Linked DNA regions of Mus musculus: region 1 is linked to region 2. A link is a contact called in public Micro-C data. All regions are on one chromosome and are shown on one strand. Each heading gives the region's core, a stretch centred on a gene start, on an enhancer-like site or on the middle of the called end of the contact. The rest is flanking DNA. Distances are from core to core; before and after follow the strand shown.

Region 1 (5,069 bases), core at 1,371-3,870, 5.9 Mb after region 2:
GGGTGGAAGTCTCCAGTGGTGTGCTGGGATGGGGATGGGAAAGATGGGATTAGGCCATTGATACCACAAACTGGCGCGTTCACCAGAGAATTCTTACAGGCCCGGTCCTGTCCAGCCTGCTCTGAAGCAAGTTGGCCTGGATCTGCAAGAGAGAGAGAGAGAGCTGTCCACGTGTGTTTTGAGGATACTTGACCAGATAGAGGCGGCCAAGGGATTGGGAGGAGACGCCACGCGCCCCTGCAGGTAGGGAGCAGACAGCCATCTGCGCTAGCAGAGAGAAGAGGCCATAGTGAGCCTTCGGCCGCAGCAGGTGTGTGGGTGTTATCACTGAGCTTCAGGCATTGGACAGAGGTGAGGGTAGGGGGGTTCACCCAGCCAGGGTTCTGGGGCAAGGTTTAAGTGAGGCCGACCGCCCTTAGCAAGCAAGAAACCAAGCAAGAAAAATATGCGCTCCCGACAGAAGCAACGGCTTTTTATCTTTTCTTTGGTCCAGATCTTGAAATCACTTGAAAGCTAAGAAAAGTGGAGAGCAGAAAGGAACACAAGCATTTCTCTGCGATGGGTTTTGCCTTGCAGTTGGCTGCAGGGTGGGGAACTGAGACTGGAGCATGGTTTCCTTCTGGTCCTCTGTCTGGCAGCTGGGACGCGCAGCACGCGTCCACTCAAAGTCCCCCACCCTGCAGCGCGGCGCACTCACCCCACCTCTGGATGTTTGAGCTTCGGATCCACAGCAAAACCAGGCACACTCTTCCTTCCCTTGGTGGGCTGGCGGGCCCTTTGTAGAGACCACGGCCTCTGCCCGCAGCGTCTAGTTTCAAGTCTTAGAGCAAAAAGGCTCCTGCGACCAAGGAATGGTTTCAAGGAGCCGGGGCCTAACCACAGATGATCTTTCCCCATCTCCCCCAGAGCACGTGGAGGGAGCCTCGTACCAGCCTCCCGGGTGGCCCCACGAGCTGCCTCCCCGCTGTATTTCCGCTCCCCCCCCAAGAGCCCCGCCTCTCTCTCCTCCCAACCCGCAGTTCTTTCTTTCCAGGACCAAGGGCATCAACTCCTCTCGCTGCCGCCTCGGGGTTCCGCAAGGCCGCTCTCCACGTAATCCGCATTCATGCCCTGTCTACAAGTTTCCTAGGGCGTCGTCCTCGGTCACCGCGCCGCCATCCGGCGAACCCTTCTAGTTGAGGCCGGTCTCTCCCAAACTGTGAGGTTCTACGGGGGCGGGGGGGGGGGGAGGGAGGGAGAGAGAGAGAGAGAGAGAGAGAGAGAGAGAGAGAGAGAGAGAATAAATAAAAGCAAGGGCGGCCTACTGAGGAACCCTACGTTGAAAGCGGAACTAGTTTGGTTTTCCAAGGCCTGCTGCCCACACCTTTTGCTCTTAATCTCACAATAGTGCCCCTTACCACTCAGGGGCTAGGTATGTAGGCGGGTGGATACCAGAAGGTGGTCTCCATCAGGCAGTTTTCTGAATCTGAGGCTGCATTTAGTCTCCCTGCAGAACACAACCACGGTTTCAGAAAGAGAGAAATAAGGCGTTTCAGAAAGTTGAGGCCTAGGCTCGGGCTCCCGATTCCCTTCAGAAGGCTGCCTGAGCTGCAGCCACAGCGGGGGTCCCCTCCCTTCTGAGACCAGAGCCACCCAGTGTGTGCAGTGGAACACCAGCCCGGTCAGAATCAATGCAGGCAACAAACACTGCTCTGACCTCCCACAAAGAACAAGGGTAGTTACAAGTATTGAGCTCTTTGCTTTAAGTAGACAACTGTGCTATGCTTCCGGCCTGGTTATCCTTTAAAAAACAAAAACAAAAAAACTCCAACAATAACCCTAGAAGAGGCAATTCGGCTCCTTTATATTGACCAGGAAACTGAGAACGTCCAAAACCAAATACTGACTCAGGCCAGGCTTCGAAGCATAGAGCCTCTGCACACTAACAGAACTCGGTCGTCTTGTCTTCTACAGACCTGCTCTCTGAAGCCACTTCGAGGGCTGCAAGGGCAAGTACGGTCTGGACCCTGCCCTCAGGGACTCACAATCTAAAGTGACAATCGAGCGGACACTAAGTACAGCTTTGGCACTAGATGGGAGAGTGACAAGTGACATTACTGAGCAAGTTCCGAGGAAGAGGACCTCTAGGTGAGGTGATCTGGCGGAGTTTCCTTGGAGGTATTTAAGCTTTTCCTCGGAGAACAGCTTTCCACTGTGGAAATGAGGGTGGGAAAGGCACTCCAGGTGGCGAGGACAGCTAGAGCAAAGGTGAGGTGGAATTTGACACGTCGCTCATATTTCCACAGATACAACACTCCTCTCCTTAGAAATCCGCAGTCTGGCCTCTCAGAACTGCCCCTGGTCGGGAAGGTGCAGCCAGGTGGAGCGGGAATCGGTGATTCGGACACCCGGTTTTTTGCAGCTTTTCCCACCGCGACTTGGATCTCAGGACCCTATTCTAGTCCCTGTCTATTTCTGGTAGCGCAGCAACATCCCACTGGGTGGACGCAGAGGGCGTGGCCCACATACACAAGAACCAATTGGGAAGGAGGCCAGGATGCCGACCCCGCCCCTTGACGTGACGCAGGGCCCCCGGACAGAGGCTTCACAGCCCCGGCCCCAGTCCTTGCAGTGGCTGTAACAAAACCCAGACCCCCAGGTCCCGGCCAATGGAGGGGATTTAGACTGGACCGCGTCTGTCAAAAGCTCGACTCCGCACCACCGCGGAGTCCAGAAGAAGAGCTGGAGCCACCGCACTCCCTCCCCGCCCCCGCCGGGATTTATTGAGTATTTGGACTGGACAATTAAGTGGCCCTGATGATGTTACCAAGCCCGGTCACCTCCACCCCTTTCTCAGTCAAAGACATTTTGAATCTGGAGCAGCAGCGGCACTTCCACGGAGCTCACTTGCAGGCGGAATTGGAGCAGCACTTCCACTCGGCACCCTGCATGCTGGCCACGGCTGAAGGGACGCAGTTTTCCGATGCAGGGGAGGAGGACGAGGAAGAAGAGGGAGAGAAACTGTCCTATTTGAACTCACTAGCTGCTGCCGAGGGCCATGGAGATTCGGGTCTCTGTCCTCAGAGCTATGTCCATACAGTTCTCCGAGACGCTTGCAGCGGGCCCAAGGAACAAGAAGAGGAGGTTGTGAGCGAACGGAGCCAAAGTGAGTAGAGGGGGAAGGAAACGCGTCCGCACACCTGGGGCAATGGCTCAGCGCCTATAAACCCACAAACCGTGCCTGCATGGCCACCCGCCCCTTTCACATTCGGCTAGGGTCATGCCTATGCCAGGTTCAAGGACAGCTCTGCAAAGCACAGGTACCTGAGATGGTGCTGGGGCGGGGATAAAAGAGAAAGAGAGAACAGCTCTTGCCCGGAGCAGGGACCCGGAGCAGTCCCCGAGGGAAGGAAAAGTGATTATTGCAATCCTGGTTCCTTGAGTAATGAGTGACGGGGGCCCAGAGCCTGGGTCGTAACTTGTCCGTTGTGTGTGTGTTCTCTCGCACACCCATCTTCTCAAAAAAAAAGGGGGGGGTCAGTTTTCTGCCATTTTTCTGTCTTTCTTCTAACGTGAGGTGAATTCAGCGAGGCCAGGGCAGTCACCCCGGCTGTCCCGAAAAGGCAGTGCAAGAATGTTGTGTTTGGGCCATCCTTTCGGGCAAGACTTTGAGAGACACCAGCTTACTTCGGAGCTTGCAGTTCTTACGTTCGAACTGCAAGGAGGAGAGGTGGTGGCCAATGTGTGGGAGCTCGATCCATATCAGATGACGGCAGCAAGTCACACCCAGGAGGTGAAGGCCTCTGAAAAAAAATATCGTAATGCTCGCTTTGTTTCTTATACTGCAGGCGGAGTGGAATGGTTAAAGTTCCTGAATTAGTTCTGAGTGGGATTCTGGCCATTCAGCAGATCAGAGGTGGGGCAGGCAGGAGAATCAGATAATTGAATAAGCCCATAAGGAAATGTCTGAAAGGGAAACAGGATCAAATAATCTCTTCTCCGAGTGGAGATTTGATCTGGCTGAGACCAAAATCTTTTCTCTAACAATTCTCCAGGCCTAACACAGACATGAAACTGTCTAAATCGGTCCATCCAACTGTTTTTCCTCTGTAAGGTAACATACAGATACTGTCACAGACGCGTTCTCAGTAGTTTTGAAAATTAAAAAAAAAATCAATTCTTGAGCTGCACATACGCCTTTCACTTAGATATTTCCAAAGAGAAACAATTTTTGCAATCAACCCATGCATCCAGGCCTCCAGTCCCCAATACCAACTCGTTCCACACCTTCAGGGGAGTGGAAGGCAAACGAGTTTGCAGATACGGGGTCCTGTTCCGCGGTCGCCTGAAAATTGTTATTAGCCCCTGGACCGGCACATTTAATCTATTTTCTCGCTGATGCTCAAATTTAATAAATGCGAGCTAATTACTCTCACCGAATACGCCTTCTCCCGGTGGAGGTGCTCCGCCTGACGCGGGGGGGATGGGGGGGGCGGAATTGGGCTCCAGAAACTATGAACTTTCCCCAAAACTAGCATTTACTACGGGAGTGTTTTGTGCCTCTGGGGCGCAGGGGTGGTATCCTGAGAACTAGAAAGGCTAATGTCTTGCTTCTCCCTTAGAAAGCTGTCAGTTGAAGAAGTCTCTGGAAGCGGCGGGAGACTGTAAGACGAGCGAGGACGGCGAGAGGCCGAAGCCGCGGAGCCGCCGGAAGCCCCGGGTGCTCTTCTCGCAAGCTCAGGTCTTTGAGCTGGAGCGCAGGTTCAAGCAGCAGCGGTACCTGTCGGCGCCCGAGCGCGAGCATCTCGCCAGCAGCCTGAAGCTCACGTCCACGCAGGTGAAAATCTGGTTCCAGAATCGCAGGTACAAGTGCAAGAGACAGCGGCAGGATAAGTCCCTGGAGCTGGGGACGCACGCGCCGCCGCCGCCACCCCGCCGCGTGGCAGTGCCGGTGCTCGTGCGGGACGGCAAGCCGTGCGTCACGCCCAGCGCACAAACCTACGGCTCGCCCTACGGCGTGGGCGCCGGCGCCTACTCCTACAACAGCTTCCCCGCCTACGGCTACGGGAACTCGGCCGCCGCAGCCGCTG
Region 2 (5,385 bases), core at 1,494-3,993:
TTAGTAACTCCCAAGTTTGTAGGGAAAGAGCAGATGTAGTTCTTGCTCCTTGGACTTCTGCCGCTCACACGAAGAGGCAGACAGTGAATAAACCAGCAACACAAAGCCAAAAACCAACCAACCAAGCAAACATACGAAAACCGCCCAGTGGAGAAAAGCACAGAGAGATGAAAAAGCAACAAAAACCTTTCCACGCAGCGCGCCTCCGACCTGAATTCCAACGGTTGGGCAAGGGAACCGGTCTGAGGTGACATTGGCAGGGATCAGGCATGTTGGCCTGGGTTCCCTGGCTGGGAACAGCAGCAGGTATGGAACACAGAGACCAGAGAGAAAGCTAGAGGGCTGAAGAGAAAGAAAGCCCAGGAGCTCACGCGGGCCACCTGTTTGCTGCGATCCATGTCCACTAGCAAAAACAAAACAGCAGAGACAACCAGCACGAGAAACCCGACCCCCACAGCTCTGGTCCCTTAGTAATAGGAAAACCGGCCAACGATTTGGTTCCCAACGAGCCAACCTTCCTTCCCCACCGACCACCACCCAATAAACTTTGGTGAAGTTCCTAGATCAAGTTCTTATTGGGCTGGTAGTTTATGGACCTCCCTCGCCCTTGCCCTTGGAGATTTAAAATGATCTTACACTCTAACATTTAATGTTTTTCTACCAGGCGGCCCGCGGATCTTGATAGCCAGTTAGATTTCGTATTTATTTTTTAAGTATTGTTTTTTTTTCCTTGTGGCCATTTCCAGAGTGCTAGCTAGCCGGGCTCATGTTGTAAACAGGAGCAGGCTGAACTTGGTGGGGTGGCCCGGCAGAGTTCACTGAGATGTCACGGTCCGGCCTGCAGGGGTCACAGGCGGGTCAGGCTAAAGGATTGGGAATGGGCCCCAGGTCACGCCCCCGCTGGCCTGGCCGGGTTTGCACACCGGGCCGGAGGCGCTCTCCAGAAAGGGGCGGACCGAAGTTTCTGAGAATTACCCCCAGCACAATTCGTTTGCGTTCCTGCCGGTGCCAGAAATCGGTTCTCATTCTTTACAGTAACCAAATCATTACAAGATATGACAGTGGCAGCGCCCGCCTCCCCAGAGCCTCTGAAAAGCTGGTTAGAGATAGTTATAGGGAACCACTGAGTCCCCGAAATACAACCCATGGGCATCCCGGCTTAGAGAGTTGCTAAGTTTGTGCTGCCCGCAGGACCTTTGAGGTCATTTTATGACACCCCCAACTCCAGGGAGACGTTTAGGAACCACCGCAGGAGACCACATATTGAACAGCTTTCAAAAAGCAAGTTTTTCATCCCCAATGGACTCTTCCCAAGGGCTGCGGGTGTGTTTTCGCTAGAGCCCATGTTCAGTTCTAAACAAACACACGTCATTCTGTTAGTTTTCCGCGCCACTGGTGCATTCAGTGCCCAAATCAAGGCAATGTGTGGTGCTGACTGGCCAAAGCTTTGTGGCGGGAGGACATGAGAAGCCTTGTGTGTGTGTGTGTGTGTGTGTGTGTGCGCGCGCGCGCGCGCGCGCACACGCACCACGCAGTTCCCCTGTGCCCGTTAGTTATTGACTGAAGGAGCTGACGATTGAAGTTTCACAGTCAACCCCCAGTGGATTCCCATAACGTTCCCAATGGCCTGTGCCAGAAGCATAGGTCCAAACAACCCTCTTACCAGGCTCCGTGGCTTTACAGTGGATGGGATCTGGGAGAGTAGAGGGAAGGTTCTAGAACCCTGAAACCAGACCACTCTATTAGCGAACTCACAGCTGCCTTGTGGTGTAGACGAAGTGGAAACGATCAACTTTGTCCTAAGAGAAACAGACAGCCTGGTGACTCACCCAAGATACAGGCGAGCCAAGGTGGAAAGGGGGGTTTCCTCCCTGTATTCCTCCCCATATCTGCCTGGACTGGGGGCCCTCTTCCCGGCCGCTTGGCTGAGGTTGCAAGCCCCAGGGCTATAGGAATTGGGCCGGCTTGGCGGTATTACTACAGTGGAGGTTGACTTTGGAGCCTCTGGTCTCCTTAGTACCCCACCAGGGCTTAGAGAAGGGAGTCAGGCATGTGCAAGGCTGCACCTGGGGGTCCCAGAGACCTGGAGGCTTACTTGCTTTGAACTCGAAAGCAGGATTTTCCAAGTCTTCATGCGCTGGCTCGCCTGTGGGGCCCTGGAAAGCTAGCGTCCACGATCCGCCAGTCATACTTGACCTCCGAGACCGGCTAGGACCCTCGCCCTGGGATCTTCTTGGGATCCTCCCAGATCAGGAAGCGTTTGGAATCTCATTTACTCAACCGGTGGGTCAAGTCCATTGAACGATGATTCTTGAACGCGCTTTCCAAGCCAATGGAAAAGAGCCCACGAGGCGCCTGTGAATGGTGAGCTGGGAAGGCTTCGGGCTCGGGCAGCTGGTTCGACCCGGCTCGAGGGACAGCAGAGAGACAGCTAGGAAACCCAGGACTCCAAATTCCCACTTCTTGGAACCCCGATCCACAACCCACTCCCCCCGCCCCCTCCCCCGCCCGAAGCCGCACCGTGGTAACTCGGAGCTCTGCACACCTAGGACAAGGAAAGAGGTGTTCCTAGTCCCGCACCCCCAGGAGGCGCGCTCAGAGGGAAGCCGCCAGTGCGCCGCCTCTGCCTCGGCGCGGAACAAACGGTTAAAGATTTTTTTGGGCAGCGCCTCGAGGGGGGAGGAGCCAGGGGCCCGATCCGCAATTAAAGATGAACTTTGGGTGAACTAATTTGTCTGACCAAGGTAACGTGGGCAGTAACCTGGGCGGCCTTATAAAGAGGGCGCGCGGCGGGGTTCGGAGCTAGGGCGGCGGCGGCAGGTGGCGCGGGAGGCTGAAGCGTGCCATGGGGCTCCCGGCGCTGCTGGCCAGTGCGCTCTGCACCTTCGTGCTGCCGCTGCTGCTCTTCCTGGCGGCGCTCAAGCTCTGGGACCTGTACTGTGTGAGCAGCCGCGATCGCAGCTGCGCCCTCCCCTTGCCCCCCGGTACCATGGGCTTCCCATTCTTTGGGGAAACATTGCAGATGGTGCTTCAGGTAAGGGAGCTCGGGAAGGGACCTGACGCTTCCCCCGGAGTCCGCCTCAGCTCTGGGCCTGGGCTGAAGGTGGGATAAGTGTCCTCGCGAGGGAGGCGACCACGGCTTGGAAGAGGGGCTAGACGGAGACCAGATGCTCCCCGGCGCCCCCTCATGCGGGTTGCGGGTCTCTCTCCTCCACCTCCCTCTCAGCGGAGGAAGTTTCTGCAGATGAAGCGCAGGAAATACGGCTTCATCTACAAGACGCATCTGTTTGGGCGGCCCACGGTGCGGGTGATGGGCGCGGATAATGTGCGGCGCATCTTGCTGGGAGAGCACCGGTTGGTGTCGGTGCACTGGCCCGCGTCGGTGCGCACCATCCTGGGCGCTGGCTGCCTCTCCAACCTGCACGATTCCTCGCACAAGCAGCGAAAGAAGGTGAGGGTGAGCTGGCAACTCCTTGGCTGGCAGGGAGACCTCATCCTATGGCTTGGTTCAGGCAAATAGATGCGGGGCGAGGGCTAGTCCTATGTGGTGGGGACCAGGACCCTCTCTATCTGAGATCCACTTTAGCTTTTCTGCTAGCACGTGGGTTAGTCCTGGGGGGACTGAAATTCTTGAAAGGGTACTCGGAAAGGCGAAGGGGGGGGGGCTGAGGGAAAGTAGAGGATTGTAACACTCTCTGCTCCTGGGGGGTGCTCAGGTGATTATGCAGGCCTTCAGCCGCGAGGCACTCCAGTGCTACGTGCCCGTGATCGCTGAGGAAGTCAGCAGTTGTCTGGAGCAGTGGCTAAGCTGCGGCGAGCGCGGCCTCCTGGTCTACCCCGAGGTGAAGCGCCTCATGTTCCGCATCGCCATGCGCATCCTGCTGGGCTGCGAGCCGGGTCCAGCGGGCGGCGGGGAGGACGAGCAGCAGCTCGTGGAGGCTTTCGAGGAGATGACCCGCAATCTCTTCTCTCTTCCCATTGACGTGCCCTTTAGCGGCCTGTACCGGGTAAGGGCGGTTTGCGGAGTCGGAGTAGGGGAACGCAAGCTCGGGCATCCGCTCACCGCCACGCTCTCTCCGCGCTCAGGGCGTGAAGGCGCGGAACCTTATACACGCGCGCATCGAGGAGAACATTCGCGCCAAGATCCGCCGGCTTCAGGCTACAGAGCCGGATGGGGGTTGCAAGGACGCGCTGCAGCTCCTGATTGAGCACTCGTGGGAGAGGGGAGAGAGGCTGGATATGCAGGTGAGAAGCAATTTCAAAAGGTGCCAAGGGCCGGGGAGTGCCTCTGACTTTCCAGACACACTTTCTGGGGGTCTCCAAAGCCCTGTCAAGGCCCCAGCTACTTCCAAGTGGGCGGCGATGCTAGGTCTAGAGCTTTTCAACCTGTGGGTCGTGACCCCTTCACGGAGCCAAACAACCCTTTCAGAAGGGTCGCCTAAGAGCATCTGCATATCCGATATTTACATCAAGAAACATAACAGTAGCAAAATTACCGTTATGAAGTAGCAACAAAGATAATTTTATCGTTGGGGGTCACCACAACACGAGGAACCGTATTAAAGGGTGGCATTGGTCTAGAGAGCTGTGGAAGGGGGTGGCTGAGCAATGGGGAAGATCCCAAAGTTCAAAGGGCAAGGCTCATCTACAAAGGTTAAAGCGGAAGAGCAGGATTAAGGGAGTTTTGCGTTTTTGTTTGTGGTCTTTGACTTTCTATGAACAAAACGGATTTTACCCTTGAAGTCTTCCGTGCAATATTCTCAGGTCAGGTCTTTGTAACAGTGCTATAAACTGCACTCAGATCTGTATAAACTTCCGTTTTTATCCTTAGGCACTAAAACAATCGTCAACAGAGCTCCTCTTTGGTGGTCATGAAACTACAGCCAGTGCTGCGACGTCACTGATCACTTACCTAGGACTCTACCCACATGTCCTCCAGAAAGTTCGAGAAGAGATAAAGAGCAAGGTAGGATGATTCTAGAGGTTCCCCATTTGCCTAGGACATTCCTCTATTAACCACCACCACCACCCCCACTGTATATAAGTTTGCTCGATACACCCAGTACTATGACAGTGAAGATCTGAGAGCTAGGTGGGACTGTGGGGGAGAGACTCCACCTCGTGAATTTAAAAAGGCAGTTGTTTGTACTGGGCTCTCTCTTGGGCAGAATTTGACCCTCTCCTCCTCCTCCTCCTCCTCCTCCTCTTCCTCCTCCACCACCACCACCATCACCACCTTTTATAGAGCAAGGTTCTCCTTTCCCTGACCAAGAACATGAATAATGTGATTAGAGCCAATAGCTGATCAGGGTCGCAGTGTTGGTGAGGGCTCAGGGTATGACCCTTTATATACCTGATAAGCAACATTGTCTGGATAATGGGTTT

What was found. A called contact is a pair of places that touch in the nucleus more often than the background predicts.
Region 1: a Micro-C map of embryonic stem cells shows a contact between it and region 2, with 15 times the contacts expected there. The contact joins the promoter of Nkx2-3 here to the promoter of Cyp26a1 in region 2. A contact is called at or near these places in 3 of 484 Hi-C or Micro-C datasets (embryonic stem cells and epiblasts).

The regions. Positions count from the first base shown.
Region 1 is chr19:43,609,705-43,614,773 of GRCm38.p6, forward strand. Nkx2-3 (NK2 homeobox 3) reads left to right here and starts at 2,621. Exons shown (of 2, transcript NM_008699.2): 1 at 2,621-3,145; 2 at 4,602-5,069. The coding sequence starts at 2,797. Gm20467 (a long non-coding RNA gene) reads right to left here and starts at 2,352. Exons shown (of 4, transcript XR_001782682.2): 1 at 2,098-2,352; 2 at 1,398-1,486; 3 at 698-1,206; 4 at 1-142.
Region 2 is chr19:37,695,065-37,700,449 of GRCm38.p6, forward strand. Cyp26a1 (cytochrome P450, family 26, subfamily a, polypeptide 1) reads left to right here and starts at 2,744. Exons shown (of 7, transcript NM_007811.2): 1 at 2,744-3,034; 2 at 3,227-3,451; 3 at 3,717-4,007; 4 at 4,087-4,245; 5 at 4,832-4,966. The coding sequence starts at 2,846. It overlaps Gm32342 (a long non-coding RNA gene), which reads right to left and starts at 2,482. Exons shown (of 3, transcript XR_003952929.1): 1 at 2,096-2,482; 2 at 1,664-1,799.